Linked DNA regions of Mus musculus: regions 2, 3, 4, 5 and 6 are each linked to region 1. A link is a contact called in public ChIA-PET, Hi-C, HiChIP or PLAC-seq and promoter capture Hi-C data. All regions are on one chromosome and are shown on one strand. The core of a region is the stretch at or near the end of the contact, and the rest is flanking DNA. Distances in the headings are between cores, read along the strand shown.

Region 1 (4,875 bases), core at 1,178-3,677:
GACTCATGCAGCACTCGCTGGTCTTGAACTCACTTTGTTGTAACAAATGCTGCTTAACCCCTTATCTTCCTGCCCCTGTCTCCCAAGTTCTAGGACCTGCTTCCTTTCCTTCTTTCTTTCTCCCTCTTTCTTTCTTTTTTTTTTTGTTTTGTTTTTTGAGACGGGGTTTCTCTGTATAGCCCTGGCTGTCCTGGAACTCACTTTGTAGACCAGGCTGGCCTTGAACTCAGAAATCCACCTGCCTCTGCCTCCCAAGTGCTGGGATTAAAGGCGTGTGCCACCACGCCCGGCTCGCTTTCTTTCTTTCTTTCTTTCTTTCTTCCTTCCTTCCTTCCTTCCTTCCTTCCTTCTTTCCTTCTTTCTTAGATACTAATGCTTTTGTCTCCTGAGGGCTGGTAAGGACCAGGATTACAATGTGGGCTACCATGCCTGCTTGAGATTGTCTTTTTACCACTCTTTGATAATATTTTTTCATTGTCTTAAAAACTAGTATATCGGGGCTGGAGAGATGGCTCAGGGGTTAAGAGCACTGACTAGCTCTTCCGAAGGTCCCGAGTTCAAATCCCAGCAACCACATGGTGGCTCACAACCATCCATAATGAGATCTGATGCCCTCTTCTGGGGTATCTGAAGACAGCTACAGTGTACTTACATATAATAAATAAATAAATCTTTTAAAAAACTAGTATATTATTTATTGTTATTGTGTGTATATGTATGCTCTGGAGTGGGCACATGTGTGGAGGCCAGAGGACAATTTCCTCAGCAATCTCCTTTATCCATTGAACCATCTGGCTGGACTTTCCTTTTTAATTTTATTTTTATTTAAATTTCTGAATGCTCATTTATTTTGTGGGAGCAGCAGGCACACAGATGCTATGGCGCACATGTGGAGGTCAGGGGACAAATTGAGTCTCTTTCCTACTATATATGTTTTGAAGTTGAAACTCTGGTTGTCAGCTTTGGCAGCAAGCACCTTTATCTACTGAGCCATTTTGCCTGCCCCTGGTAAATTTTATAAGTGATGCCATGAAATATTATTCTAGGGTATCATATTCTCATGGAGCTATGGCCATCCATTGTATTGATACACCACAGTGTATCTAGCCAACTCCTTCACTGAGATTTTTTGTTTGTTTTTCAAGATAGGGTTTCATTGTGTAGCCTTGGTTATCTTGGAACTCATTCTGTAGACCATACTGGTCTTGAACTCACAGAGATCCATTTACCTCTGTCTCCACAGTGCTGGGATTAAAGGCGTGCACCACCACCACCACCACCACCACCGGCTGTTTCCACACTTTTCAATAATGGGAGAAAGACTGAGATAAATATTCTTTTGAAATGTGTCATTCACTTTCCTGAAATAGTTTGGTGGAGGTGAAATTCAGAATGTTAGTTCAAGTGTTACAGCTTTAACTCCATCATCTCTGGGGTAAAGAGAATTATGACTGTTTTACAATGTTTCTAGCTTCTAAGTCCCAGAGCATGTGAGCCAGGGAAGGAATTAAGGGCATGAAAGTCAGACAGGGGCAGAGGAGGGTCAGGCCTCAGGGTGCTGAACTGAGTGATGATGCACACGAGTGCGGGCACAAAGCAGGGGCTGGCTATCTGACAGGTGTTGGGCACTGAGCTATTGCAAGAATCCTTCCTCTTGGAGCCAGGCAGGTGAGTTGAGGGCGTAGGGCTCAGGAAGTTATCAATCTGACAGGTGTCAGGACTCTGAATGATCACTAGCTTCCTCTCTCCTGGAGCAATGCAGGTGAGTTTAATGCGCATGGCGGCAGCTGTCAGTGTGACAGGTGCTAAGATGCCACTGACATCCTCCTCCTTGCTCCCTCATGTGAGTGCATGGCAGCAGCTGTCAAACGGACAGGATTGAGGCGCTGAGCAGTTACTAGCTATTCTCCCTCCTGGACTCTCATATGTGAGCGCAGGGTAGCAGCTGAAAGTCTGCGCTGAGCATCCTTCCTTCTTCTTGGAACAAGGCAGATGATCATAGGTCGCAGGGCAGCAGCTATCAGTCTGACAGGACTCCGGGCGCTGAGCTGTTATTAATCCTCCTGGACCTTTATGTGAGCGCAGGGTAGCAGCTGGAAGTCTGACAGGTAGTCTGGTCGCTGAGCATCCCTCCTCTTACAGCAAGGCAGATGAGCATAAAGTGCAGGGCAGCAGCTGCTAATCTGACAGGATTCGGGGTGCTGAGCTGTCACCAGCATTCTCCCTCCTGGACCATCAGGTGAACTTAGGACTGTAGTCCATGCCTCCCGCCCTTGAGCTCCCTGTCTGGCGCGACGCGGTGCCCCAGAAAGGATACAGAGAGGCAAAGACAAGGGAATACAGCCTATGCAGCTGTCACTGCCGCTACCGCGCCTGCGCGCTGGCTCCCTGTTCGCGCTCGCACTGTCAATAAAGTTCTCGCGCGCCGGAAGCGGAAGCGGCGGGTCTCCATGGCGGCGCCGGCAGCGGGCCCGGTGTTCTGGAGGCGGCTGCTGGGCCTGCTGCCTGGCAGGCCCGGGCTGGCCGCGCTCCTGGGCCGCCTCTCCGACCGTCTGGGCAGGAGCCGGGAGCGCCGGCGCCGGAGGTGAGAGCGCTCGAGAGGGCCGGGCGGGGGGTGGGGGACTCGCTGTCTCCCCGCGTGCCGGCGGCTCAGCCAGGAGCCCCGTGGGCGTGCACCGTGCAGGAGCCACCCGGGGCGAGCTCGGGGCTGCGGCCCGGCCCTGGGGCCAAGGCTGCTGTGCTCCGGGCTCGGGGCGTGAGTGTGGCAGTCGGGGTTAGAGCGGTGAGTTGGCCGGAGTGAATCAGCCCTGCGGGGACCCGGTGCAGGCTGGCTTCCTCACATCCTGCCGGAGACATTTCTCAATCCTGACTCAATCGGTACTCAGGCCCGTGAAGAGGAAACACTCGAAACTCTTTCTGCGCGCGTTCGAAAGGCTTGTTTCTGGAAAAGTACTGAAGTGGGTTGTGTAAGCGGTGAGGGAAGCTTTGAAGCAGTTTGTTCAGGCAGTGGTCCTTTAAAGGAAACATTTGCCAAGAACAGGCTCAACCAAGAGGCCTGATGCTATTGCTAATTTTCAGGAGCGCGCGAGATAGATATTGAGATTGTGTGTTTGTGTGTGATATTCTCTCGTGTGGATATGTTTAGAGACTTCGTTTTCTTTTTCTTCAAATGCTGGGGCCCAAACCCAGAACTCCATGCACACAAGGCAGGTGCTTTACCACTGAGCCACATCTCAGCTCCTCCTCTCTCTCTTTAAAATAAATAAAACAATTAAAATAATGACTGTGTGCTCAGGTGGTGGTAGGGGAAGTCGGTTCTCTTTTACCACGTGAGTTGAAGTGATTGAAATCGGATCATCAGGCTTGGCAGCAAACTCGCTGGACCCCCAGTTCTTTTAGAGACACAGTTTCATGTATCTATACTGGCCTTAAATTGAGTAACTCAGGTTAGCCTAATACTCCTGATTCTCCTGCCTCATGTCCAATGCTGACTCCCAGGTGTGAGCTGTAATGGCCCATTCTGGTTCTGTGAGTAAGATCTGTGGGTAAGATCTTGTCTCTAGATGGCTTGAGGTGCAGTCACCTGCGTTGGTTCTAGATGTGGGTCATTGATTTACAGAGTAACAGGGAGCTTGCCAACCCAAGCACAAATTAGACTTAGAGGACCTACTGAATGACAGAATCAAGGCAGACAGGCAGTCTTATCTCAGGTTGCCTGCTGATCAGAATGGCTCTTTCCCCCAGCCATTCGATTGGACGGTAGAATCAGGTGACGCTTATTACATCAGGGCACCAGACCACTGAAAAATGTTAGGTTTCAAAAGTTCTGCCTGAAAGAGGAGCAGTTTAGGAAGCTTTGTTGATTTCCTTTTGGTTTGTAAACCTCAGTATTCATTGTTCAGCTTTGGTGCTGATCTCTGAAGGGGGCTCAGGCAACCTACATGAACTATATCCCCTATACCACTGGGTATCAAATTCTGGATAGGCAAGCACTCTACATGGAGCTGTGCCCCTAGGCCTGACAGGGCCTCACCTCAGGTTACTTTCGAATATCCTTTGTAGCTGATGGTTATGAATTAATGGCCCATTTGTCTACAAGTGCTAGTCTTACCAGCATGTGTCACTGTGCCCAATTTCATGGGCTAGATAGGGGACATTTCCAGGGCCTTGTGTATGCTAGGCAGTTAGATAACTTTACCAACTGGGCTACCCTCCCCCCACCCTCTGCCCTAGTGTGTGTGCTTTGTAGCCCAGGTTAGCCTGGCGCACTGGGTCCTCCTTCCTTAGTCTCCCGAGCACAGGGATGACAGGAGTGCACCTTGCTTTTCAACTCCTGCTTTATCTTTTTTTTTTTTTTAAATGAAAAGCTTTGTTGTGTGCCCATATGTGCATCCTAATTATTGAACACAAGTCTTTGGGCTTGGTTGCAGGCAACTTTACTTGTTGAAGTATTTCATTGTTCCCTTTAAAAAATTAAAAAAAAAAGATTTTGTTAGTTTGATTGAGACAGGTTCTTACTTTATAGCTGGCTGGCTTGACTCTTTATGTAGACCAGGCCGGCCTCAAACTCATAGAGACCTACTGGTTTATGCCATGGAGTGCTGGGATTAAAGGTGTGGCCACCACACTCAGCCCAAGATTTTATTTTTATTTGCAGTTATGTGTGCTTCCATGTGTAGGTGCGTATGATGCAGGAACCCTTGGGGGTCAGACGAGGACATTGGAGTCCCTGGTGCTAAAGTTAAATGCACTTGTAGGAATCAGACTTAAGTCTTCTGCAGGAGCAGTGGACACTCGTAACCCCCGAGCCCTCTCCAGCCCATGAATGTTCCTTTGAGACAGGATCTCAGTCTGTGTCCCTGGCTGTCCTAGAAC
Region 2 (4,875 bases), core at 1,699-4,198, 490 kb after region 1:
ATGAAGGTTGTTGCGGTAAATCTCCAACCCAAGAAAGTCCAGGCAATAAAGACACAACTCAATTAATAGGAATCCAAGCTGTGCGCCTCGACTGGGCAGATCTACCACTACATTACCATCTTCCCCATCTATTAAGGGGGCCCCCTTAGAACTTGCGGTTTCTCCAGGCCATGTGCTTCTGCTCCACTTTTCTACTTCCTTCTCCTCTGTGTCCTCTTCCTCTTCCATTTTATCCTCTTCTCTCTCCCCCACTTCTACTTCACCTTCCCTTTATCTGCCCAATCATCAGCTCTCCTTTATTTTACAAATTAAGGTGGGAAGCAGGTTTACTAGAAATCACCCGAGTGCTGACTCACTCCTTGTTGGCAGCCCCTCAGAGGAGAATGGAATTAACATCAAATGTAATTAGTCCTGGGGCTATCTGCAACTCCAGTGTTATCTGTTTTTAACAACAGCCCTCACCTCACTGGGGGATGCAAAATGCTATTTCTGGAGCCAGATAAGAATGATCATGGGCTGGGAACAAATTTAGGTCACCCCAAATTCCATGTCTCAGTGTGGTAGCAGTTTCATGGAGTTTTTGTAGTAAGAGAACAAAGGAAGTCATAGATCAAGACACCTTCCAAACACTGTTGGAAACATCAGGGAAGTGCGTTCAGCACAATAAGAACATCTGTGCTATAGGTCTCCCATGCTATATGGTGACATTCTTAGCTCTGGGGTTGGTGGAACCCAGAGGGCCTGTTTGTACATTCTAAAGGATTTAGCTAATAGTCACAGGACATTAGGTCCCAGAGAGAAGGACAGAGGCTATTCCAGGGGCCAAGATAGGTCAGATAATCTGTGATTAGACCCTAGGTCTGCAACATTCCAAACTCTCAATAATCAAGGAAGTTCTAACCGGTTAACCAGCTTATAAAATGCAGCTTCTTTCCAGAAACTGTTGTTCATACATCATCTTAGATCCAGTCACTATCACAGACAGGATGTGCTGGGCTCAGTTAAGCACCTTTGCTCCCGGGAGAGCCTGCGTGAAGTGGTCCAGGTTGAAGCTGTGTCTACTCTATGGAAGATCCAGGAGGCTGCTTCTGTCCTACCATCCTGTACACTCTCACAGGCTCAGGTGGCAGCCACAATTCCAAGCATCAGAGCCTCTCCCGCGCCCGGCAGCCAGCAGGAAGCAAGGCAAGAGAAGTGCAGTGCTCGCTCAGAGCAACAGACTCTTGGCCTTCCACACTGGCCCTCAGTTTCCATGCTTCTCCTTCTTCTGGTCTTTGGAGCATTATGGGGACTGAGAGGGAAAGGGCGAGACAGTGTTAGGCTGTGTTATGGGATGCTGTCCTCTGGGCATGACACAACTATCGTCATCTAAATTGATCCCCCGCTCACGATACTTTCACAAGACTGGCCTATCATCATGCCCTTGTAGAAGGAGTGGGGAGTTGGGGGTCAGGTCATCAGACCCTAAACTGAGAATTCAACCAGTTCTTCTTTTCCACTCATGACCCTGTCCTAGATGCACAGGTCTTGGAGGGGGGGCACCTAGAGTACAGAGGCAGGGAGTTGGGAGGTGGAGGGACGATCTACACAGCTTTCAAGATAGTTGTGTTTGCTCCACAAGGCGTTATAGTAGATGACTGTGTTTGGGCTTGTGACCTGCTACCTTCTCTCTGTCGCAGCCCCACACAGAGCTTCCCTCCCCACCCTGGGTCAGTGGGAAGAGGTGTCCTGCCAACTGTGTCCCACAGATCAGAGTGTCCTGCTCCCCAGCGTCCCTTCCCTGGCCGACTGGCCAACAGGCAATGTAACCAGGGCCTATATTCAACCACCTTAGTCACCATCCCCACCCTTGGCGTTTATGGATGCTTGGGGCCTCATAAAGCTCAAAGCCTGTAAACAGTAATAAAGAGGCCCAGAGAACTTGGCTTGGGCAAGCTGCTGTGGGGCCAGAAGCTGCAAGCTGCAGAGGGGTATTGGGCTCAGGGAGGAGAAGCCATTTCCTCGTCTTCTGGCATTTCTGCTCACCGCTCTGAACACAGGACCATCAAGGTTACTGTGAATCTCTTCTGTGCCCAGGTACTGTGGGAGGTGCCCTCTGGCAGATGCAGCTTCCTGGACCCTGAATACTTGAGAGGATTTATTTCCTGCAGAACACAGGCTTAAGAGTAAGAAGAATGCATTCAGGGGAAAACTATCCATGCTCACCATGCTGACCACCCTACAGGACAGATGGAAACAGTCCCTCCAGGTCAGCAGCACTGCCCCCATCTCTCCACCTGCCTTTACTCCTAGGTTTCCCATCGTACCTGGCTATAGCATCCCATGGAGCCCTGCCTCAAGCTGGTTATAACACCTCTTTCTTTTGTTCATTAGTAAGAAAAGACAATCGTCAGCCTGTGTTGGTTATCCAATTCCAAACGGTCAGCCCTGAAAACATTTGCATACAAGTAACATTAAAGGGACCGAACAGGTTGTGTTTATATATACACACACGTAGATGACAAACATTAAAGAAGTAAAAATCATGAATTTGAGAGAGATTGGATGAGGTACACAGGAACTATTGGAGGGAGGAAAGGGAAGGGAAACATGTAATTATATTTTAATTTCTTAAAAAAAGCAGAATATTACAGGTGCCTGTAATATTAGATCCCATCCAGGAATCCAGGGATCCAAGGAGCCAGGGACCCAGGGAAGCTAGGCCACCAGTCTCTGTGGCCCAGTTCCAGGGCTCATTGCTAACGTGTACCGACTTGGTTGTCGCTGGCAGATTGTTTCATTCGTCTGGAAAGAAAACTTCGTGGCTAACTCTAAATAACACTTTTTTGGGTCTCAGAACCTTGGGCTCAGGATCCACGCAGCCCCGCCTTTCTCCTAGACCCCGCCCATCAGGTCCCGCCCCGTCTCTCCGGTTATTTAACTCAGGCTCTACACCCGCCGCTTGCAGAACGTGGACAGATCCTAGCCGGAACTCGGTGCGAGCCAACCGCGGCGCTGCACACTCACCATTGGCTGAGAGCTGCGGCAGGGGCAGGCCCAGGCTTGCGATTGGCTGTTGGAGCAGTGTCTGGAGGGCTTAGCGGTCGGCAGTCGCTGACAGTCATGGAGACCTCGTCGGTGCTGACCCGGGGAGCTGCAAGGCAGCGGAGCCCCGCGGCCCCGGAGAAGCAGGCGCGGGACCAGACGGAGCGGAGGCCGGGGCGGCGGAGGCAGGGGCGGAGGTGCGCACGGCTGGGCTGAGCTCCAGGTCTGGGCTTGGGGTGGCCATGCTGCCTGTCGTGCAGCGCGACACTGTCTGTCGCTTGCGGACAAACCTACGTCCCTCCATCCTTCTATCCCCGGTCGCAGACGGGCCACCCGAGCAAGTTAGCAGCTCCCTTGTTCCTAACCTATGACGGACCCTGTCCCAGCCCATCGGGATCTCGTTCTGGCAGTCTGGCGCCAAGGCTACTGCACCTTCCTTTGGCCCTATAGATTAGGCAATCCCGAACATGGATGGCTTTCTGTTCGTGTAATATTTGAACTGAATCTTTAGGGACGAGGACTGTACTAGGTGGATCAGAATGAGCAAAGGCACAAAGGCAAAGAAGTGGACAGACATACCCCCCTGGTCCAGGGTTGTAACCCCGTGGTCGGTGGGACACTGGGAAAGGTATCAGCACAAACTTGATGTGTCCTGCTTCGTTTTTAAACCCACAGCAGTGAGACAGATGGGCTATTCAGACTTTAGGATGGTTGCTGACCGACGGGAAAGGTATTTGTGGGTAGAAGCCATCCTAAGAGGTCCTTTTCCTTCTTACTGGAGGGACATTCAGGTGACAGGTGGGCATGGGCAGACGGGATGACTTTGAGTTCCTTTGGGTGCAGCTGAAGGATAAAGGAGTCAGCCAGGGGGGCGCCATCTGGAAGAGGAGTATTTGGTGGTGAGATTTCAAAGGCGGGTGTTTTGCATGGCCTGATGACACAGGCCTTTAATTCCAACTCCTTGATGGGGTGAGGCAAGAGGATCACAAGTTTGAGGCCCCAACCTGGTGTAGTGAGGCCACATCGCAAAAATTAAAATGGAAGGTCTTGAGAGAGATTCATGGCAGAGCACTTGCCTAGGATGTAGGAAGTTCTGGGTTTGAGCCCCTAGCACCACAAGAAAAAGATGACGTCTCCATTTTAGCCTGCTACTGTCTGGCCATCCCCGCAGTTCCAAAGGCTCCTCAGTTTACTTACAGAGGGACAGTGTGATTGATGGCAGAACCTGAGGAGGGAGCTCAAGTCATTCCTGATGGCCTCAGGCCCTGGGGGCTTTTAAGGATGCCAGCTTGGATAACTGTGTACCTAAATGGCTACTATAGTGTCACCTCACTACTCTTTAAAGGATACTTTGAAACATATTAACAAATGAACAGTTTCTGATTTTGCTGTACTCAGACTTTGCAACTTCATGAAGCCAATGTAGTTATTCCTTGTATTATTCAGTTGCTGAAGATGGGGGGGGGGAAGGGGGCGGTGATTTTGCTGGTACTCGAAGACCATATCCCTTGGCCAGAGAAGGCCTGTGGTTCTAGGAAGTGTTTAACTTGGGGGTTTCACCTGTTGGGTGGGGCTGTCATTGGCGTCTGTCCAAGCACGAGCAGGCCTTAGTTGCTAATAAAGAAGATGAACCCCAGATCCCCTTTTTCTGGTGCCGTGCATGCCTCTGGTGTGTATTTTATAAGCCATGTCCTGTGTTATTTAGCCATTTGCTTCCAGCAGTTATTTACCCTGTGGGTGCCTGCGAGTGTAGCTCACCTACCATGTGCAGAGCAGAGCCCTAGTTCAATCACCAGTATAAATGGGGGACTGTGGCAGAGCACCCCTCTAGTCCCAGCTCTTAGAAGGTGG
Region 3 (4,875 bases), core at 1,633-4,132, 430 kb after region 1:
CAGGGAGATGAGGAAGAAAGCCAATGTGTGCTCTAAGGACCACAGAGGCCACTCCTCCTCACACTCAGATCCGACTCACAGCCAAGTGTGGCTCCGGGATCTCCGACATCTGCACCACACCCCAGGGTCACACACACACTGAGTCAACCTTTGTACTACTGGGACAGTTGAATTATTCAGCCCGTGTTTAAGTCAACTGCTCAGGAGGAGTGTGTTAGTGTCATGGGGCTGTAACTAATTACTGTAGACAGGGCAGCTGAAACATCACATACTATTATTTCCCAGCCCTGCAGGAGTTTGGCTTGGCCTCCCTGGGCAACACCCAAAGGCTGGTTCCTTTCTCAGGGTCTTGGGGAAGACCCACTCCATGGCCTCTGCCTCAGTCCCTGCCTGTGGTTCCTTCCTCCCTGCTCAGAACCAGCAGTACTGAGAGCACCAGGAGCTCTTTGCCTGAGCCAGTCACTCCCTCTTGCTCTTCTGCCTCACACTGTGGCTTTAAGGGTCCTGAGATCACATTGCCCCTTGGGAGCCCTCCCTGTTTCCCGGTGAGATATTTCCAGCCTTAACTTCCCTGGGCAATGCAGCACGCTCACAGGCTAGGGGGTGAGGTAGACACGAGCGTCTTGAGGCTCATTACAGTTCACATCAGTCCTTTCCCAGTGTGGGCAGAGAGGCTTCAGAACCCTCCCCGGCTTGCATCTGTGGCATCACAACGCTGCTGCTTCTGCTTAGTCTGCATCCCCAGTGCCCTGGGAGGGACTTAGCAAAGGAGCTGCCCTCCAGGTCAAAGTGATACCCCAAACACAGCATGCCTGAAAACACAGGGGTTTGACAATCCCAGTCCAACCCAGACCAGAACTCAATTCCAGAATACACAGTTGCACCCTTGGACACAGCCCACACTGTCCCAGAGCTCCCCCGCCCCCGCCCTGTGCTGGCTGGGGGACAAGGCAAGACCCTCAGAACCACCCTGATGGCTCTCAGCTCACGCTCACCTGCACTTTACTGCTCACAATTGCTCACTCTCAATGCACGGGAGCTGCCTTGAGTTTCTATTTCATTGCATGTGGACTTCTCTAGGATCAGGGTTATTATTAATTTTTCCTAGACAATCTGTCTTGTGTTGATGAAAAGAAAAGCCAATATAAAGTCTTTAAAGTCAGTATACAAGGTTTTAATTCCTTCAGTGTTGGCATTTAAGACAAGCTTTCCAGAAATTCTCAACACTCACTGGCTTCTAATAGGTATTTTCATGCCTCTTGACAGAGAGGGGAAGGAGTGTGGACTGCCATCCACTGTCCTCAAAGGACAGATACTAACACGCACTGGAACACCTACCTGTATGGCCACGGCGAAGACAGCCACACTGCGAAGGATGTTCCAAGGCTCAGGTGACAGGGTCGCACGTATCTGTGGGAGCTTCATGGGCACACATGCCACAGTCAGGTGGGTGGCAACGGGACACCTGCCTCTTCCACTCTCTAGACCTCTCCTCCTGTCCCCGCTGCTCAGCAGGCAGAGGATGTCATGCATTCCTGGACACACTGGTGCATATTACGTGGTAAAGGGGACTGAGGGACAATATGGTCACAGTACATGGTCCATTCAGTTGCAAGAAGCATTTACTTTTTTATAACAGGTCAAATGGAACAAAGAAAGCAAGAAAGCACACAGAATTCTGTCTCTAGCCAAGCAAAGACGCTCTGGGCTCTATGTGACAGAGATCCCTTGTCTTATCCAGAAGGAAGTAGGCTGTGCTCACGGGTTCCAGCAAGACTGCTAGGCCGAGGTCTAGGGAGCAGCTCAAAGGAGGGCCTGTAGCCCAGTCCAGAAGGATGGTCCTCAGACAAGCCCCAGAGGGGCAGGGAGAAGGAGTTCCCAAGGCAGGGTCTGCAGTACATGCAGGACAGTCTTGGGAGCTTGTAAGATCTAGTCAGTCAGGCCCCACTGACACCGTGAGACCAGGTTCCCAGGTCTAAGCTTTGTCCAGTATATAGACCTGAGATGGAACTGGGAAATGAAGCTGGTTACTGAGGCACTCCCGAGTGACTGCAGAAAGGTGCTTGGGTTTACTGGAGGCGTATGAATGTCACAGGTGCTAGGGGCAGGAAGCTCTGTAAGGATGGACCAGGTGATGCCCGACTTCGAGGCTGGGAGAGTCTAGCCGAGATTAGGGTTGTATGTGCAGAAAGGGACTAGGGGGTGTGCAGAAGAAGCAGGGGGTGTCGGTAGTCGGGTAGTAAAAAAGGATAGTGCACTATGCTGCCTAGGGGGAAGGTCCAATCTTAGATGACAGCAAGAAGAGCCAGGACAGGAGCAAGGAAGTGGGCGGTTACAGGTGAGGATGGGGTGCGTAGGTGGGTCTGTTAGAGAGGTGATCAAGTGCCAAACTGGAGAGCCCGTGCCCAGGCCAGGCAGGGAGGGAGGGAAGGTACTGTCGCTAGGGGCATTTGAAGCATGCTAGTCAGAAGAGGAAGAAGTTTCGCACTACTTCAGCACGGCACCCTCATCAGAAAGGGGAGGTCTCCCACACAAGCCAGAGGGGGAAAGACGTCTGTCTGTCCGGCACCCGTCACAGCCTAGCTGCGGGGGGGAGTTTGAGGTGCCTGGGGCCGGGCCGGACGGATGCGGGTGGCAACAGGCCCCAGAACACAGCGAGGGAGGGCACCCGGCCGCGGGCGCACCGTCACTCACCCACTGAGGGCCTGGCTCCGGAGCCTGCGGGCTGCCGCCTACCTGCGTAGGGCCGGACAGGGCAGGCGGCCACTTCCGCCCCGCCGCGCGCTCCCGGCAGTCTCTGTTCTGCGCCTGCGCCTCACTCTGGCCGCGCGCTCCCGGCAGCCTCTGCTCTAAGTGTCTTCCTGCGCCGCACTCTCGGTTGCCTACAGCCACGTCTTCCCGGCAGCCTTTGCTCTATGTGTCTTCCTCTACTCGCCCACCCAGTCTCTGCTCTGCGCCTGCGCACTGAGCGCCGGGCTGCTGGGAATCGTAGTTTTTCGCTTGAGCTTGTAATTGAGGCGCGGAAATCCAGCAAAGGAGTTGTCTGTCGTTCCCCAGTTAAGCTTCAGGGTTCTTTGCCTGGTCCCCCCGACCTTCGTCTCAGGAAGTTTAGAAGTTAGGACTCCTCTCTGCCGCCCTAGTCCTCAGACCCTCTTCTGAGCAGTTCCAGCTGGTCATAGCCAATGCTGACCAGATTCCACAGCAGGACCAGAGGATGGTGGTGTGTTCCCGCCGCCGACTGTAGTCAATAGCCCTTACAAACGGAGGACCCCGGTTCATCTTTTCCCAGCCTGCCTTGCCCTGAGCTCTGTGCTGTGTGATACCGGCTCAGTCCTAGACAGTGGTGGCATGTAAGGACTTTAAGAGGCCCTCATCAACCATGGAGAGAGTCAGCCCTGCCTCCTGACTTCAGCCTCATCCCTGAGTCTCCCAAAAGCCTTCTGGGAAGTAACCGATGCACAGTTGGGACGAATTCAAAATATGTAACCCAACACGGTGAAAAACAACCCTTTCTTCCACCCCTTTTTGTCCTCTGGGACATACACTAACTAACGTTAGAATATATACTAAATTACATGTGAAAAATAGAAATGTGCTGGGTTCCCTCTTCTGTGCTTGGGTTGGCAGGCCATCTTTCTTGAATTCTCTGATGTTCGTGTCAGACCAAACCAAGTCCCAATCAGCCACCTTCTATTTGTTACAGCTTCTCCACTCGGAATAGCAGATTGCTCGTAGGATTTTTAAAGCACTCTAGGTATTCCTTCCAATTCCCAGCTCCTCTCCTTACACCTGCAACGGGAGGCATGGTCCCGAATACTGTGCTCATCTTTCTCAAGCCTTCCTTTGCAGACAACACATAGCTGTGCAACTCTAAATAATACATTGCTCAGTTCTGCCCAGCTTAACCTTTATGAGAGATGGCAGAGTCGGTGTTCCAGGGGCGCGCGCGCGCGCGCGCGCACACACACACACACACATACACACACACACAGAGAGAGAGAGAGAGAGAGAGAGAGAGAGAGAGAGAGAGAGAGAGAGAGAGAACACGCATCTGTGTGGGTTTATATATTCACAGGTGCACTTGCGTTCCCCTAGAGGCCAGAGGACAACCTCGGTTTCTGGATGGCCTGGAACTGGCTGAGTAGGCTAGCCTGGCTGGCCACTGAGCCCCAGTGAGTCCCAGGAAGCTCTAGTACCCCTTGCACCAGGATTGCAACACCACACCCATCATTTTCGTAACATGATTTCTGGGCAGTGGATTCACCTCTGTGCTTGCAAGTCTATCACTTTGCCAGCTGAGTTTTCTTCTCAGCCCTGTCATATCTTTTAGACGGTGTGCAATTCTTTTGTAGCTATGGTAATATCTCTTTAAGAAGAAATCCATCCCTTCCGTATTGCTATTGTGCAATACTAACCTTATCCGAATGATGTTTCCATAGGCACACAGGTCTGTTTAGGAGATGTTGGGTTGCATTGATACTTTTGTTACCAGCTTCAACACTTCTTTCTCATCATCTCGTTGCAAGCTTCAGAAGTTGAATGACACAGTCCTGCAACTACCCAGCAACTGACCTTTAGGGACCTTGAATAGAATTACTCCTGTAGAGTCAGGAGACCAATGAGGTTTTTTACCATATACAGTCTTCTACCCAAGACCATAGGGAAGCTATTTAATTCCACCCTAAAACATTCTTTTGGAATACCTAAAATCTCACATTTCAACAATACTTCAGGGAATATCCTTGTGTTATTAAAGCACAACTATAAAATGTACCTAGGATAAATTCCTAGAAGAAAACCTACTGGCCCAAAGTACGTGTTCATGCAGGAGTGAGTACATGTCCTCCAGAGCAGCAGTCTGCAGTGGCTCCATGG
Region 4 (4,875 bases), core at 1,155-3,654, 420 kb after region 1:
GCGGGGGAGCACCAGGGGCCATACGCCACCACCATTTAGAATGACAGAGGAGCCACATGGGAGAGAATCCTGAGACATGGCTCCTTGCAGGTTGCCATGCAGCTTTTCTGCAAGGCAGAGGGGGACAACCCACAGAACAAGGCGTTTGGGACCTTTCGTGGGGCAGGACTCACCTTGAGTCCCTGGAACCAGCAAGAACACAGAGAGGAGCCACAGGAGAGCCATTGCCTGGCCTAGAAGCCCAACCCTGCAGCAGAAAGAACAACAAAGTTAGACTGGCAACAGCTCTCCAAAGGAGACTGGCAGTTCCATGGCTCCCTGTCCTATTTGTAGAGGATGGGATGGTGTTGTGGGTGGTACTCTTGTGTAAGGCCCAGATGGCTATGTGATGGCTCTCATGCAGGCCTCTCTCACATGCTCTGCAGGACAACCTTCAGGTCAGCAAGAGTCCCCAGATGAGGCAAGTGGCTTGAGGGCTCCTGGCAACGAGAACCCAGGAAGCAAACAAGAGCTCTTTATCTTTAGCTGGCCTTATCTGTAAGTAGTAGCTAGCTGCCTTTGGGGTGTGCAGGGGACAAGATTTGCCAGTCTGTGAGGACATTGTAGATGAGGTTGGAACTCTCAAGGGGAAGTGACAGAGGCAGTGTAGAAGGGTCTGGGACTTCATGATGTGACCTGGGGATGTGGGTCAGGGTCAACCACCACGGTGCTGACACACAGGACTCAATACTTAGACTCTTGCCTGTATGTAGGATGTGCCCCACCCAGGCATTGTCCCTCAGGCCCTGCAAGGAGCGGGGCAACCCACAGAACAAAATGCAGCAGCCTCAATGGACTCTGGACTCGTTCTAGGCCCAGCAGGCAGCTTGGGACTGGTAGTGGATGGTGCTACAGAGCTCTGTCTCCTGGGCAGGAACTGGAAGCCACAAATTGTTACTCCGACCAGGGGCCCAGAGACAAGCAGTAGAGATATTTCAGGTCCAGTAGAAGCACCAGGATTGGCCCCTCCCCAGCCCTCTCCCACCGACCAACCCCCACCCCAGACATTCTGCACCAGAGCAGCACGAGCAAGCCCTCAGGGGGCCAGGGCACTTGTAGCCATCTTGGCAGGGGTGAAGAGATCCTAGGATAGGCTTTGGCTATCCGACTGCGGAAGCAACAGCAGAACTGGAACTCCCCGGGAGTCTCACGCTGAAAGGAGAAGGCTGTTGCCTGGTGATAGCCAGAGAGGAAGCCTGTCTCCAGGAAATAACAGCTCACTCTGGGATTTACAGCCCAGGCAAGCCAGTTAGCTATGTATACCTCTATGTAAACCTCATGTTAATATCCCCTAATAGACTCTGGGCCATTAATGGGGGAGGCCACTGGATTCCTCTTAGTGTGGCCACATTAAATAAATCTCCTTTTTCGGCTTTTCACTGTTATGTTTTTAATTGGACCATGGAGGATGGGTGGCTGAGTCTGGCTATCAGGGGAGCTTTCTGGGCATAAGCTCTGACCGTTGAGTCCTATAACACACTGATGGGTGGGACTTGGCCCTTAGTTCTGTGCACCCCACCCCCACCCCCCAACTGGTTCCCACCAGACTTCTGCATCTAGTCAAGCACAGACCCAGAACAATATACAACTCACAAAGTTCCCACATCCCTAATGAGAGCCGAAGCTAGAGAGCCAACTGACTCCAGATGACACAGCCAGTGAGCACAGGTTAGGGTCTGCCCAGGGGTGGCCTCCTTCTACCACAAGGACCCTGGTGGAGGTGGAGGGAGCCAGAGAGTCCCACATCCGTGTGGCAAGGCATTACCCCAGTTTTATCCCAAGAAGGCCTGGGCTCTGGGAAACCTGAGTCCCAGGCAAACTGCACTGGGTGCCCACTCCCTGCATTTACTATAAACTGTGGTCGTAGGTTTGTCCATGCTGGGTCAGGCGCTCTAGGCCTTGGGAACATTGCAGTGTATGTGGATGTTGCTGTCCACTGGATGACAGAGGCTGTTTCTGCCCTACTCCTTTGTGTGGGAAGATGGGACAAGCCTGCCTATGCTGGCTCATTCAGTACCACTGAGTAGGTAGGTTTAGTCCTGGGAGAGAATCTACAGACCCAGGAGGGGGCCGGGGATAAACTCTAACCCACTCACCCCTTCAGCTGTTCATTCAGTGGACATCCTGCCCAACTGTATTGGCTCCTGTGCTCTGGCCTGCCAGAAATCATGCTGTGTAGAGTGGAGACTCACCTGGGAGCAAGAGAGGGACTCAACTGTCCCTCAGGCAGCGAGGCAGTGGCTGAAGGCAGTCCTGGAGCCTCCTTCCTGGCTGCAACTGGAAGCCTTCTGTAGACTGTTCAGCAGAGAAAAGCTCCACCATGTGGCTTTCCTCAGCCTCGTCCCAGGAAATGCTTTGTAAACCTCACCTAGTTTCGATTTTCAGAAAACACATGACAGAGGCTGCTTCTGGGGTTGGCTGTCAGCAAGGCTAATAGCCTTCTGCTTGCTGCTCTGTGGGGCAGAGGGCAGGCACCCAAGCGCCCTGTGCTGAGCTGATATACTGAGCTGATGAAACAAATATAAGTCCAGGCTAGCCAGGCAGGCACCCTGTGGGGCAGCTTGGGGGATGGTTGGAGCAAATACATCTCCAGGCTGGCCAGGCAGGCATCCTGGCGAAGGAGAGTGGAAAGATACAGAAAGAGGGCCTAGGAGCAGCAGCTCGGGTCAGACCGTGTCTGTGAATGTGGATGTGGGCTGGACTATCCTTTCCTGGACCTGGGAATGCTGGCTGCCCTTAGCTTATGCACAAACCTACCATGCGCAGAGCGAAGGTATGTGGGCCACAGAGTGGTCCTGAGAGACAAGAATAGCGATATAAAGGCTAAAAGCAGAAAGCAGGGCTGGGGGCTAGAGTGGCTTGGTGGTTAAGAGCACCACCTGCTCTTATGGGAGGCCTGAGTTCAACTCCCAGCACCCATGTTGGTTGGCTCAGAATAGCCTGTAACTGGCTTCAGGGGCTCAGACTCTGTAGGCACCCACACCCAAGTGTGCTCATGCATGCACACATATAATTTTAAAAATTAAATCTTAAAAGGTTTCTACAATACCTTTTTTTTTAAAGTAGGGCTAATTGGGCATGGTGGAACACACCTTTAGCTGGAAGGCAGAGGCAGGTGGATCTTTGTGAGTTAGAAACTAGTCTGGTTTACATAGTGAGTCCTAGGTTAGTCAGGGCTACACAGAGAAAGCCTGCCTCAAAGGAAAAAAACAAAAACAGAAACAAAACCGAAACAAAATCCTAAAACAACAACAACAACAACAAAACTACCACCACCAAAACTGCTTCAGCGGGTAAAGGGACTTGCAGTAACCAATCCTGATGCTATGAATTTGACCCCTGGGACTCACTGTAAGAGAAAACTGACTCCTGTACGCTGTCTTGATCTACACAAGTGTACCGTGGCATGTATGTACATGCATGTAGACACACACAGTAAATAAATGTAAAAATATATATATATAATTCAAAGAGGCCTAGGGAGATGGCTCAGTAGTTATGAACACGTGCTGCTCTTGCAAAGGACCCAGGTTCCATTTGAAACACCCACATGGCTGTTCACAGTCACCCATAATGCCATTTCTAAAGGATATAATGCCCTCTCCTGATTTCCATGGTCACCAGGCACACACGTGGTACACATACATGCATGCAGACAAAAGTTCCAAACATGTAAGATACACTAAAATTACAAAGGCAAATTTCCCCAGACTTATGATGTTTAGACAGTGGCCTAATTCCCAGCAGCTCCCTGCAGCTCCCCTGGCACCAGCACTGTAAGGTTTCCTACCTCAAGACACCCAACTGTCCTCTTGAACACTATTCAAAAGGTCTGACACAAATGGCCCAGGAGGCAAAGCCAGGTGACTCAGAATTGGTATAAAATCACCCTGTTCCTTTTCAGGTGTATGGTTCAGGAATTCACCGGCTGGGTTTCTGTCCTTGGTGTCTACTTTTTTTTTTTTTTTTTACACCAGTTCTGGTCTGGCAAATCCTTTTATCCTGTGCCTTGAGTTCTTTGTCCTAGGTATGACAACAGAGAGGAAGGCTCCAAGGCCCTGGAGACCAAACCCAGGCAATAGCTGGTAAGCAGATACACTGGCTCCCATACACGCCTGACTTGGTAATGCAATCTCCCAACGGCCACAGTGACCGACTCTCTAGGATTCAGACCAGGCTCTGCCTGGCTTATACCTATTCCCCTTTCTCCACAAGAAACCCAGGTCTTGGTTTCTACTTGGGGAGTCCTCAGTCAGTGCAGCTCAACCTGGGCTGGCCATGAGAATTACCTGTGAAGACACCAATGCCCACATCAGCCTGTGGGAGGAGGGGCACTGGTATTTGAAAGCCCAAGGGAGTTCTGGGGTACAGTTCCTTTGGGATCAGCAAAAAGCTTGGAGCCCCAGAGCTCAGGGTTGGACACTCAAGGACTGCTTCCCTTGGACATGAAGTTTCCATTGGCTAAGGGGTCATGCAGTCCTAGGAAACCCTTGCTGAGAGCTACAGGCAGGGCTAGGACTGACTCTGCAGACATGCCCAAGCTTGTTGAACTGTGGCTTCTGTCACCGTTGGCTGAGAATGTGAAAGGGGGGATGGAGGTGTCCCCTGGAGACAAGAGCTGGGAGAAGAGTCAGTACCTGGACTGGCCGGTGGCTCCAGGAAACAGCAAGTCTCTGGTGCCTCCATCCTGGGTCAGCCCCTTTGTCAACCAGGGCCTGGGATCTGGCTTCCACTGGAGGACAGGAAGCCAGGTCACAGAGACAGGGCTATCACAGGGTGTGTAGTACACAGCAGGCCCATTGTCTATGGTTCTTATCATTCTTAATGCTGAGACCC
Region 5 (4,875 bases), core at 971-3,470, 380 kb after region 1:
ATCTCTGGGAGGAGACTGTACTAGCATGACCTGGGATTCCAATCAGCACCGTGATGAGCCTCCCCACCCAAATGGGCATCAGAGTCTTGGCTACATCAGGTAGGTGGGGTCCGTCCTTCTGGCCCTACTGTTTACTCAGGACATTCCATGGCTGACAAGATGGTGAGTTAGCAGAGCCTGGACATGCAAACTGGGCTCAGCCCTGCCACAGCTTGACAGTGGACACACTAAGAAAGCATTTCCATAGAAGTTTCATTTCTTTTTTTAAAAAAAGATTTATTTATTATTATAGATAAGTACACTGTAACTGACTTCAGAGGTACCAGAAGAGGAGCTCAGTTCTCATGAGTGGTTGTGAGCCACCATGTGGTTGCTGGGATTTGAACTCAAGGATCTTTGGAAGAACAGTCAGTGCTCTTACCCTCTGAGCCATCTTGCCAGCCCAGAAGTTTCATTTCTTAATCCACACCTTTCATTTAGAGCCTGGCTTCTAAATCTTGGCCCGTTGGTGGGGCTTCAGGTACACAGCAGAGCAGCATTGACGAGAGGAGACTCAGCTTCCTTAGGATAGAGGCTGAGAACTTCTGGCCCTCACACAAATACTGTCCCGTGTGCATGCTGGAACTCATAGATGGTAAATTTGATCGACGGACTGACTGATTGACTAGTGGATTCAGAGGAAGAAATGGCTACAGATTTTTGGCTCTGAGTAAAGCAAGCAACAGAATGTTGGAGAGCGGCTTCTGCTCTGACGAGCAAGTAACACTCCGCTTAGGAACGAACCAGGGACCTGGAGGCCCAGGTGGGAGTCCTGTTCCACACTATCCACCCTGGTCAGGGACACAGGGAAGATAGGAGATATGATTAACTTACAGAGCCAGGCCTGGTAAGGTAGGTTCCTGTCGTCTCTGTGTGTGACACTGAATGCCTCTAATCCGAAAGGATGCTCACTGAGGCATCCGAGGCATCTGGGTATCAGGAGCTGGGGGTGGGTGGGATCAGGCGAGGGTGCAGGTTGTCAGTGACAGGACACCCCTCCCCCAGCTTTAGAACTCTTCCCTCTATGGCAGTGGGAAGGCCTTGGCCATAGCTCATCAAGTACCCGCTTTTAGGTGATGTTTGCTTGGCCCGCCGCTCCTTTCACTTTGGCTTTCCTGTTATCCTGTCCCATTCATCTTTAAAGAGAGGGGGGCTTGGCATCTCCCACAATATGGCTCCCCTTTCCCAGGTGTGCATCCCATAAGCCTGTGAACACAGCATTCCATAGCCAACCTGCAGGCAGCCTTGTGTAAGGCATAACTTCATATCATAGTGACAGTCCTGCCCCCACCCATGTTGGTAGGGGGACTTCAGACTGGAAGGGAGGAGGGATGGATGGAGAGAGGAAGGGGTGGGTAGAGAGAGGGAGGGTGTCCTGGTGGGGAACAGGAAGCCTTGTGATGCTTGGCCCCAAAGAATTGCCACATCTGAACTATGCTGGATGGGCCAGCATCCCAGAGGAAGGCTGACTTGACAGTGACCGCCCAGCTTCAGCCTGTGCACAGGCTGGTGTCACAGGGAGGGACTCTGCAGGGGCCAGGTCCCTCCTCTCTCTTCCTTGGGGCTTCCATCCTAAGAAGGAGGCAAAGCCAGGGATCTCTGCCCTTTTCCCAGAAAAGAGAGGGGTTTGGAGAGCAGGCTGCTGTGGCTTTGGATTCTTAAAAGTCTCTGGCTTCCCCTTCTCCTCCTCTGGCCCCCCTTCAGCCCCCGGCCCCTGTCTACCCCCTCCACCTCCCTTAACCCCATCCCTCCTCTGGTCCCCCCACCCTGTCCCTCCTGGGCTCTCTGGGACCCTCTAGACCAGTTCAGTGAAGCACTGAGGAATGTAGCTGATGCAGGGAGTGGACGCCCCTGGCTGCTCTCATTTCCTCATGCCCAGGCTATTTCCTCTTGGCCCTGGGCATGTGGTCATGTGCTTTTGCTCATGAGGAGCGGGTTGTGATGGGAACCCTCGCCCCTCTGCTCTGCCTTTCCCCAGGAAGCAGCCTCAGCAGGCAGGGAGGGGTGAGGGACCCCAGAGCTTGCTGCCCAGCTCAGCAGGGGTTGCCTGAGGGTGGTGGTTTCAGGTTCCCTGGCCCGCTAGTCAGCTAGTCTGGCTAGTCTCTCTAGTCCCGGATGGGAGGCTCAAGAGGCTCGGGTTTCCCCCGCCACCACCACCATCCTCTGCTTCCTTTGGTGTTGGGGAGTGACAGCCTTTGGCCATGATGTCATTACCTAATCCAAACAGAAGGGAGGCTGGGCTCTGTGGTGAGCTGCAGGCCAGCAGCGCTGAGTGCTACAGCATGGTAAGGCTGTGTAGAGAACCCACCCCTTGCATCTCCCAGGTCCTCTTTTCCTTTCTGCGCTCCTGACCAGCCTCCCTTCCCTTTCTTCTTTCTGGAGATGCTGTAGCATCCCTGTGTCACCACCCCTCAGCCAGGAGTGCACACAGGGCTAGATGCAAAGTCAGCCCTATTCTCTCCAGGGGCAGAAGGACCAGGCTTGGGGTGGGTCTCATCCTAGCAAAGCGATGAGGAAGAAGAGGGGGAGCGAGGTTTCCTGGGAAGGGAGGCATGGTGTCCTGCATCTCCTCTGCTGTCTGAAGTGCAGATCCAGCATCTCTCTGCTTTGCTACAGCCTGCTCAGCTCTCCCTCAGCTATAAAGGGCTGTTCGGCATCAAAGGCAAGAGGAACCACTCAGGACAGTGGTATCCATTTGTGCCTGGAGCTTCCTGGGTAGAAATGCGCCCTGTGACAGACCCTGTCATCTGGTTCTGTCCTGGTGTCCTGTGACCCGGGAACACAGGTGAAAGCTAGTCATCCTGCCTCCTCAGCCCCCTTCTCTGCTTCTCCTGGCTGCAGAGCTGTGCCACTGTGCTCACAGGTAAAGTCAGGGAAACTCAGGGTGACCACGGCTTCCAGCACAGAATCCCTGCTGGGGTCCCTGCAGAGGCAGGAGGATGCTGTGGGCTCTGCCTTAGCACCTGGTCATTTGTGCTATAATTTTGGTGCTGTGGGAAAGCAGGGAATGTCTGGGACATGTCCCTCTAGTCATTCTTGGTGGCCCCATTAAATATCTCTTCCCCGTGGAGCCCGCTCAGCCCTCACACTCTTCCACCTAAAATCCTGGCCATCTGAACACGATAGAGACTGTCCCAGTCCCAGACCTGGGATGGCATGGTGACAGAGAGTGGCTTGATGAGGGATAAAAAAGGACTGTGCCCAGTGACCTACCACAGTGGCCTTATTTTAGACTGCTGTGGCTTGTCTCACAGCTGACTTGTTCACAGGTCTATCCTCCCAATCCACTGAATATTTCTTTTACTTTGTTTTGTTGAGACAGGGTCCCTGGCTGGCTTGGAACTGACTTTGCAAACCAGACTGGCCATGAACTCACAGAGATCCAGCTGCCTCCAGAGCACTGGGGTTACAAGTATGTACCACCAGGCCAGCCTCTGGGTGAATGTCTCTTAAGGTTGTAGTTCATTTGCTCAAAAGTATTTCTTGGGCACACAAGCCATGTGCCAAGGCTGTTCTGAAGCTGGGGCTACAGATAAGCAGGATCTCTGTCCTCTTGTGTGGCACAGACCACCGCTCAGTAGGAAATAAAAGGCATGGGCTTTGAAGATGGCTCAGTAGGTAAAGTGAATTTGATCCTATGTAAGAGCAGAGCGTGGTGGCTGTGCCTGCAAGCCTTGTACTGGGGAGGCAGAGTCAGGCTTTATCTCTGGGGTTGTGTGGCCAGCCAGTCTACCCGAACCAATAGCTCCAGGTTCAGCGAGAGACTCTGCCTCAAAAAAATAAGGGGGAGAGTCTTGAAAAAGACATCCCAATGTTGACCTCTGGCCTACACACACACAGGAAATACAGAGTATAACAGGCTCCATCCAATGGTGTTGCCTAGAGCCTTGTAGGGGCCCAAGTGAGGGGTGAAGGCTGCTGCCTGGGAGAAATAATGGTTCAGGGGTTGGAGGCAGAGTCCTCCAGATAGCTGGGTAGGCACACTTGGAGAGCCAGTGTGCTGGATGTGTAAGGCCAGGGCCCAGGAGCCAGGCTGGCTGTGAGGAGGGGAGTGGGGTGGAGCCAGCGGTCAGCAGGGTCTGAGATGAGCTTTGGTGCGGGGAGCCTGCAGCAGCTGTTGGTGGTGACTCACTGCTGAGCAGAAAGATTGGAAACACATGTTCCCTCGGAGAGGCAGGCGTATTCATTACTCAGAGCTGAGGGTTCCTGTTGAACCTGAACCTGGGTGGGGGTTCAGCTGGCAGCAGGCAGTGGTGAAGCCCGGCTCACTGTCATCACTTGAGCCACTGACCTTGGCTCACCCATGACCAGACCGTAGGAGACACCGAGGGTTCATTTCTAAGATAATGGCTGCCAAGTATCACATTAGCCAGTCTGGTTGCCCTGTTGTCTATCCATTGGAAGTTCTTTTGTAGTAAATACCAGATATCATAGTTCCCTTTGGAAAAAAAAATGTGTGTGTGTGTGTGTGTGTGTGTGTGTGTGTGTGTGTGCACTCCCCTCATGGCCTACCTAGCATGGCTCCTCCCACTACCTGGTGTGGCTCCTCCCACTTCCCAGCATGGCTCTGCCCCACCTGCCTTGTCCTCGTGTGCTTTCCAGGCAAGTCCATGACCTGGTACCACTGTCCCTCCAACTCCACCAACACTCTTAGTTCAAATCCTTCCTTGCAATTCTTTCTTCTCCAAGGCCTGTTCTCCACCTGAGTGGGTCTGCACTGGTCGGAAAGAGCAGCATTCTAGAGAGATCAGAATGTCCCCTCAGGAGGCCCCTGGGTGGGAAGGAAAACACTTGAGCCACGATAGCCCGATAGCCGGTCTAGGAAACAATAGCCCC
Region 6 (4,875 bases), core at 1,340-3,839, 360 kb after region 1:
CTAGCAATGAAATCTGTCAGAAAAGCAAACAGGAGTACAGGAGTCAGCGGGCCTGGCCCATGTCAGGGACCCAAGCTTTTGACTCCAAGTTCGCTCATCCTAAAACACAACACCCATAGGGCACTGGTGACCCACAAGACAGACAGAAAATCAGCTGCAAGTCTCCAGCTTGGGCGGCTCTTGTGTGGTTTCTGTTGATATTGGGTCTCACTGTAGGCTAGCCTACGACTTGCGATCCTCCTCCTTCGGCCTCGTCAGTGCTAGGATTACAGGCCTTGTGCCACCAGTCCCGGATCACAAAGATTTTCTTTCAACAGCTTGTATCCCCGGTCAAACCTGACAGGACAGAATGCAAAAGGAAGACAAGCAAATCTCACCCATTCCATCAGTCAGAGTATGGGGGCTTGGGAGACCCAAGCACTGTTTGTGGCTGGGAGCCACACGGCCACTCAGAGCCCCAGGGTGATTTCTGTCCACAGTCTGAGAAGAATCTAATCCTCTGCTGGACAGCCCAGACATCCCGGGCTCAGACATAAAGAGAGGCATTTCGGTGATGTGGCTGCTGGGCCCTCAGTCTCCACAGACTGTCTCCACAGTCAGGGTGTCTCAGCAGCATATGATATGGCCTCTGTCACTGAGAACAGCACCTGGCTTGAAGGGAGCTCAGGCCAATGTTGAAGGTAAAGACAACATTAAGGTCCAGGAAGCTGATGGGCAGACTGGGGTCTGTGATGTCAAAGGGATGAGAAGTGTCTGTGACAAGGTCACGGGATAATCATTTTCAAGGCACAATGAGGGGCTGAGCAAGTGGCTCAGTCAGCAAAGCTCTTACTGTGTGAGCAAGAGGACCTGAGTGCAGATCTCCCATGCAAAATACTTGAGCTCAGCAGCTCATGCCCGTGACCCCACTATAGGGGAGGCAGAGACTGGGGGAGCCCTAGTGCTCACTGGCCAGGCAGGGTATCCAAGTTGGTGAGCTCCAGGTTCAGTGAGAGATCCTGTCTCGATATATACGGAAGCAAGGAAGACACCTGATGTGGGCCTCTGGTGTCACAAAGCCCAACCAACAAATCGAAAGTGTGACAGCCAAGCCCAGTAGCACATGCCTTTAGTCCCAGCACTCAGGAGGCAGAGGCAGCGAGAGTTTTGAGTTCGAGGCCAGCCTGGTCTACAGAGTGAGTTCTAGGACAGCCAGGGCTACACAAAGAAACCCTTTTGGGGGCGGGGCAAGGCGGGGCGGGGCGCAGGGGAGCACATTTAAGTGTTGAAATGGCTAGGAATATACCAGATAATAAGAAATGTATAGATGCTTGAGTAACAACAGCCAGACTAAATGTCAGCAGAGCAAGGGAGAGTCGGACATGCAAAGAGTTTCTTCCCAGATGGTTCTGAGAAAGGAGAGAAGAGGCCAGGAATGCTAGCAAGATCTCAGGACAATGACAAAAGGCAGAAACCTCTGCAGGGCTGGAGGATCTGGGAGGAGGGCAGGTGGTACACTGTGCGCCCAGAGAGAGGTGGTGATCAATGCTATCTCAGCCCCTCATCTGTGAAGTGAGTGACAGCAGTTTCTCCCATCGCTGTGAGGACCACCCAGATGCTCGGCCAGTTATGTGGGGAGAGGGTGGTACTTACGGTATGCGTCTCCAGATGACTGAGCCAGGCCAATGAGGACACATTACAGGGAGGCAAAGGCTGGCCGGGTGAAAGGAGGCACTTTCTATGGAGCTGTCTTAAAATCATTGGGTAGGCAATGAGACACCCATCACTGGAGGCATCCAAGCCAAGCCCAGGTGAAATAAACATCAGAGATGTTTCTAACCCCATTTCTCTATACTCTACGACACAGTACGCGGCCTCATGGCCCGTTTCTGGCCCCTCCTCCCTCAGCTAAGTTCCAGAGAAAGGTCATTCCTAAAGGCGCTGGGCTGCGTTTTTGTTTTTTGTTTTTTTTGAAGTGGTGTCAGAATCTCTCCTGGGGAAGGCGTGGCAAAGTATGTCTTAGCCAAGCTCACAGCCCCTTTCTCACCCAGATTCTGGGGGTGGGGCTACACGCGGACATCTGACCATTCCCCCATGCTCTACCAGGAGAGCAGGGCAGCCAGTTGAGGGGGTGAGGAACAAGCTCAGATCCCCGCAGACAGACCTTGTGGTAAGCTGCCCTCTGACCTCAGGGTTCAGGCATCCACCAATCAAGAGGGGCACTTGTGGCTGATGCAGGTGGGGCCTTACTAAATATAGGGGTGGTGTTCACCACCTTTCCAAGTCCCTAGCCAGCTCAGGGGCACCCAGCTGCCATTCTTAATGTCATGACACCTCCCACTCCTCAGAGCATCTTGTCTTCCCACCCCCAGCCCCCCGCTGTCAGCACCTATTCTTGCTGGTAAGACGGACTTTTAAATCTGCATCAGGTCACGTGGCCTGGTCACACGTTCTCCCCCAACAGCCGGCACAAAAGACCCCCCCTCCCAGCGGAGAAGGGGCAGACACCGCAATCTTGTCCTAAGGTGGTCCAAGTGGGGTTTCAGGGGTCACTGACCCAGGTTAGGTGGAATTACCACTCCCCACCTCTGCCAGCAGCCCTGTCTGCCCTGTCTGGTTAACCAAGGGAGGCTGTTGCCATGGGAACAGCAGAGCTGTGGTGCTGTGACATCACCTCAGGGGTGAGGTCAGATACAGAGACAGGCCAGCCAGAGGACAAGTTTCCAGGTGAGAAAAGCAATCAGAGATTTGTCTCAAGTGGCAGGGACTGTGAGCTTTTTGAAAGCAGTCTGTTTGAAGAGGTGTTGATGAGCAATGTAGAAAGCCTCAGTTCACAGCCACAGCCTGGAGGAGTGCTCCCTCCCCTCAGACTGGCAGCATCACGACCTCCTCAGGCTGTGCTCTCCCACCCCAGCTGTCAGAACATTAAGAGGACAAACATACGTAAAGATCTCAAGGACAGGCGCTTCCCATCCCTCTTCGTGCAGAGACAGCAGCTGGCTGGACTCGGGCAGAGGGTATGGGCTACTTCCCAACAGCTCTGAGAAGCTGACTGAGGCAGGAGAAGAAAGAATCCTAGCTCCGGCTCCTCGTTCATTCTTAAACCTCCTTAGACCTCAAAGCTAGACATCCTTGACTGTGCTGGAGCATCCTCTAAAAGTAAGACCACTGAGGGTTTACTTTGGGGAAGGTGGCTTCGTAAAGAGTCAAGCTTAAAGTTCCTCCTATCGAGGAAAAGTAAAGGGCAGGGCAGGCCGAGCTGTGGAGAACGCAAGATGAGAGGAGCTGAACCTGGAACCAAAGGCTGTGGCCGGATGGAATGAGCCCCTGGAAAAGCCACTGCCCACTGACTTGGACCAGCATATGCGTTATCCCCACACGAGGAACTTTCTCCACGAAAGCCGCCTCTGTTTTTCCGGTCCCCTTTCTCACACTCTTGTGATGGTTTATTTTCTGTGTCAACTTGACTGAACCGGGGAATACTCAGCTGGTTAATGAACTAAGGGACACCCAGCGAGCTGGTAAATGTGGAGGTGTTTCTGCATGGGATTAACTTTGAATCATACTGCTTGGGCTACGGGTGTCCAAGCTTGGGGATCCAGACGATGTCGGGTGTGAATGAATATCTGTTGTCTCCAGCCATCTGGGCTCCTCCTGGTCCCTTGTCCTTTGCTCTCTAGAGACTATCCACCCCCACTCACAGATGAAATCACACCACTGCTTTCTGGTCTGCAGATACCAGTGTGGGCTCTTTCAAACTGTGGGAGCCCCATTCCCACTCCAAAGCCCGGGCCTTCTCTCTGTTGATTCTGTTTCTCTGGAGAACTCACAAACAGAGCCCTGGGGTTGATCTTTCTGTCTCTTTCATCTTCTTCTTCCTGGTCTTACATCAAACCTTCAGCAAGAGAAAAGTCCCTGGAGAGAGGCTTCTAGAATATGCTGGCACTTTTGCCAGGTGGCTCTTTCAGCCTGCCCCAGCAGGCTCAGTGCTCTCGGTTTCCATGATTGTTCTCACTGGGTCTGTTCTGGAATGAAGGTGATGCTGCCACCCCTGGCCCTGGCCTTCTTGGCTCTCCTGACACCTCCCTTGCTGTTCCCAGAGACCCCAAGCTCTATATTAATCCAACCAGCAAGCTGGAGAGGTGCTGGCTCAGTCTGAGAAAGTGCTTGCTGAGTTGGCATGAGGACCTAAGTTTGACCTTCAGCATCAAACTGGGGTGGGTTGGGGGTTTGGAGGCTCATGCTTGCAATCCCTGGGCTGAGACGGTTCAGACAAGAAGTGAATCTCATGGGAGTCACTGGACAGCCAACCCTGCCTAACCAATGAGCCCCCGGGTCTTACACACACACACACACACACACACACACAGAGAGAGAGAGAGAGAGAGAGAGAGAGAGAGACAGAGAGAGAGACAGAGAGAGAGACAGAGAGACAGAGAGAGACAGAGACAGAGAAGCTAGGAATAGTGGCAAGCTCTTGTAATCCCCACATTGGGTAGAGGGAGACTGGGGATTCCCCAGGGGACTCAATGGCCATCTAGACTAGCCTAGTGAGAGACACTGTCTCAAAAAAACAAGGTGTAGGACTCCTAGGGCATGGTACTATAGATTAATTGCTGGCACGTTAATATACATATGCACGTTGGCACACACATGTGCACTCATGCAAACACACATATAGAAAGTCATCCGCATTGTCACACTAGGTATCATAGTATGTGCCTGTAATCCCAGCACTTAGGAGATGAAGGCTGGAGAATCAAGGCCAGCCTGAGCTACATGAGATCCTGTCTCCAACAACAACAAAGCAAAACAAACAAACAAACAACCTAAATATCCACTCTGCTAGATGACACAGGCCTCGCTGGCTGAGACCAACCAAGTCTAGATGGTACT

What was found. Promoter capture Hi-C pulls out the DNA fragments that hold promoters and counts their contacts. Hi-C and Micro-C count contacts between places; a contact is called where the count stands out from the background. ChIA-PET counts read pairs in DNA pulled down with a chosen protein or histone mark. HiChIP or PLAC-seq counts read pairs in DNA pulled down with a chosen protein or histone mark. Capture Hi-C pulls out chosen DNA fragments and counts their contacts.
Region 2: a contact with region 1 is called in a Hi-C map of CD4 T cells, with 5 times the contacts expected there. The contact joins the promoter of Engase here to the promoter of Pgs1 in region 1. A contact is called at or near these places in 2 of 484 Hi-C or Micro-C datasets (CD4 T cells and embryonic stem cells), 1 of 115 datasets of contacts at active chromatin or transcription factors (large pre-B cells) and 1 of 9 other capture datasets (liver).
Region 3: a promoter capture Hi-C map of pre-B cells shows a contact between it and region 1, with 3 times the contacts expected there. The contact joins the promoter of Cant1 here to the promoter of Pgs1 in region 1. A contact is called at or near these places in 6 of 39 promoter capture datasets (the C10 cell line, the SN4741 cell line, hippocampal neurons and 3 more) and 3 of 115 datasets of contacts at active chromatin or transcription factors (effector CD8 T cells, memory CD8 T cells and pancreatic cancer cells).
Region 4: a contact with region 1 is called in an RNA polymerase II ChIA-PET map of effector CD8 T cells, with 10 read pairs. The contact joins the promoter of Lgals3bp here to the promoter of Pgs1 in region 1. A contact is called at or near these places in 3 of 39 promoter capture datasets (cranial neural crest, hippocampal neurons and liver) and 3 of 115 datasets of contacts at active chromatin or transcription factors (effector CD8 T cells, large pre-B cells and pancreatic cancer cells).
Region 5: a FOXA1 HiChIP or PLAC-seq map of pancreatic cancer cells shows a contact between it and region 1. The contact joins the enhancer-like site here to the promoter of Pgs1 in region 1. A contact is called at or near these places in 1 of 39 promoter capture datasets (stem cell-derived epiblast-like cells) and 6 of 115 datasets of contacts at active chromatin or transcription factors (astrocytes, bone marrow-derived macrophages, extraembryonic endoderm stem cells and 3 more).
Region 6: a contact with region 1 is called in a promoter capture Hi-C map of adipose tissue. The contact joins the promoter of Cep295nl here to the promoter of Pgs1 in region 1. A contact is called at or near these places in 5 of 39 promoter capture datasets (the SN4741 cell line, liver, pre-B cells and 2 more), 2 of 115 datasets of contacts at active chromatin or transcription factors (memory CD8 T cells and pancreatic cancer cells) and 1 of 9 other capture datasets (adipose tissue).

What each region holds. Positions count from the first base shown.
Region 1 is chr11:117,984,430-117,989,304 of GRCm38.p6, forward strand. Pgs1 (phosphatidylglycerophosphate synthase 1) reads left to right here and starts at 2,428. Exons shown (of 10, transcript NM_133757.2): 1 at 2,428-2,584. The coding sequence starts at 2,451.
Region 2 is chr11:118,473,884-118,478,758 of GRCm38.p6, forward strand. It overlaps Engase (endo-beta-N-acetylglucosaminidase), which reads left to right and starts at 2,949. Exons shown (of 14, transcript NM_172573.3): 1 at 2,949-3,221. The coding sequence starts at 3,103.
Region 3 is chr11:118,416,236-118,421,110 of GRCm38.p6, forward strand. Cant1 (calcium activated nucleotidase 1) reads right to left here and starts at 2,883. Exons shown (of 5, transcript NM_001025617.2): 1 at 2,695-2,883; 2 at 1,339-1,419.
Region 4 is chr11:118,399,555-118,404,429 of GRCm38.p6, forward strand. It overlaps Lgals3bp (lectin, galactoside-binding, soluble, 3 binding protein), which reads right to left and starts at 2,405. Exons shown (of 6, transcript NM_011150.3): 1 at 2,232-2,405; 2 at 174-247. The coding sequence starts at 225.
Region 5 is chr11:118,361,166-118,366,040 of GRCm38.p6, forward strand. No RefSeq gene overlaps it. Among named protein-coding and RNA genes, the nearest start is that of Timp2, 8.2 kb to the left of the region's middle. Within about 2 kb of position 2,221, at least 259 of the 459 cell types and tissues checked have an H3K27ac peak or open chromatin away from gene starts, as enhancers often do. A contact at or near this core is called in astrocytes, bone marrow-derived macrophages, extraembryonic endoderm stem cells and 1 more, where this site is marked.
Region 6 is chr11:118,339,945-118,344,819 of GRCm38.p6, forward strand. It overlaps Cep295nl (CEP295 N-terminal like), which reads right to left and starts at 2,590. Exons shown (of 3, transcript NM_021440.2): 1 at 2,369-2,590; 2 at 1,633-1,729. All of the region lies in intron 1 of Timp2 (tissue inhibitor of metalloproteinase 2), which reads right to left.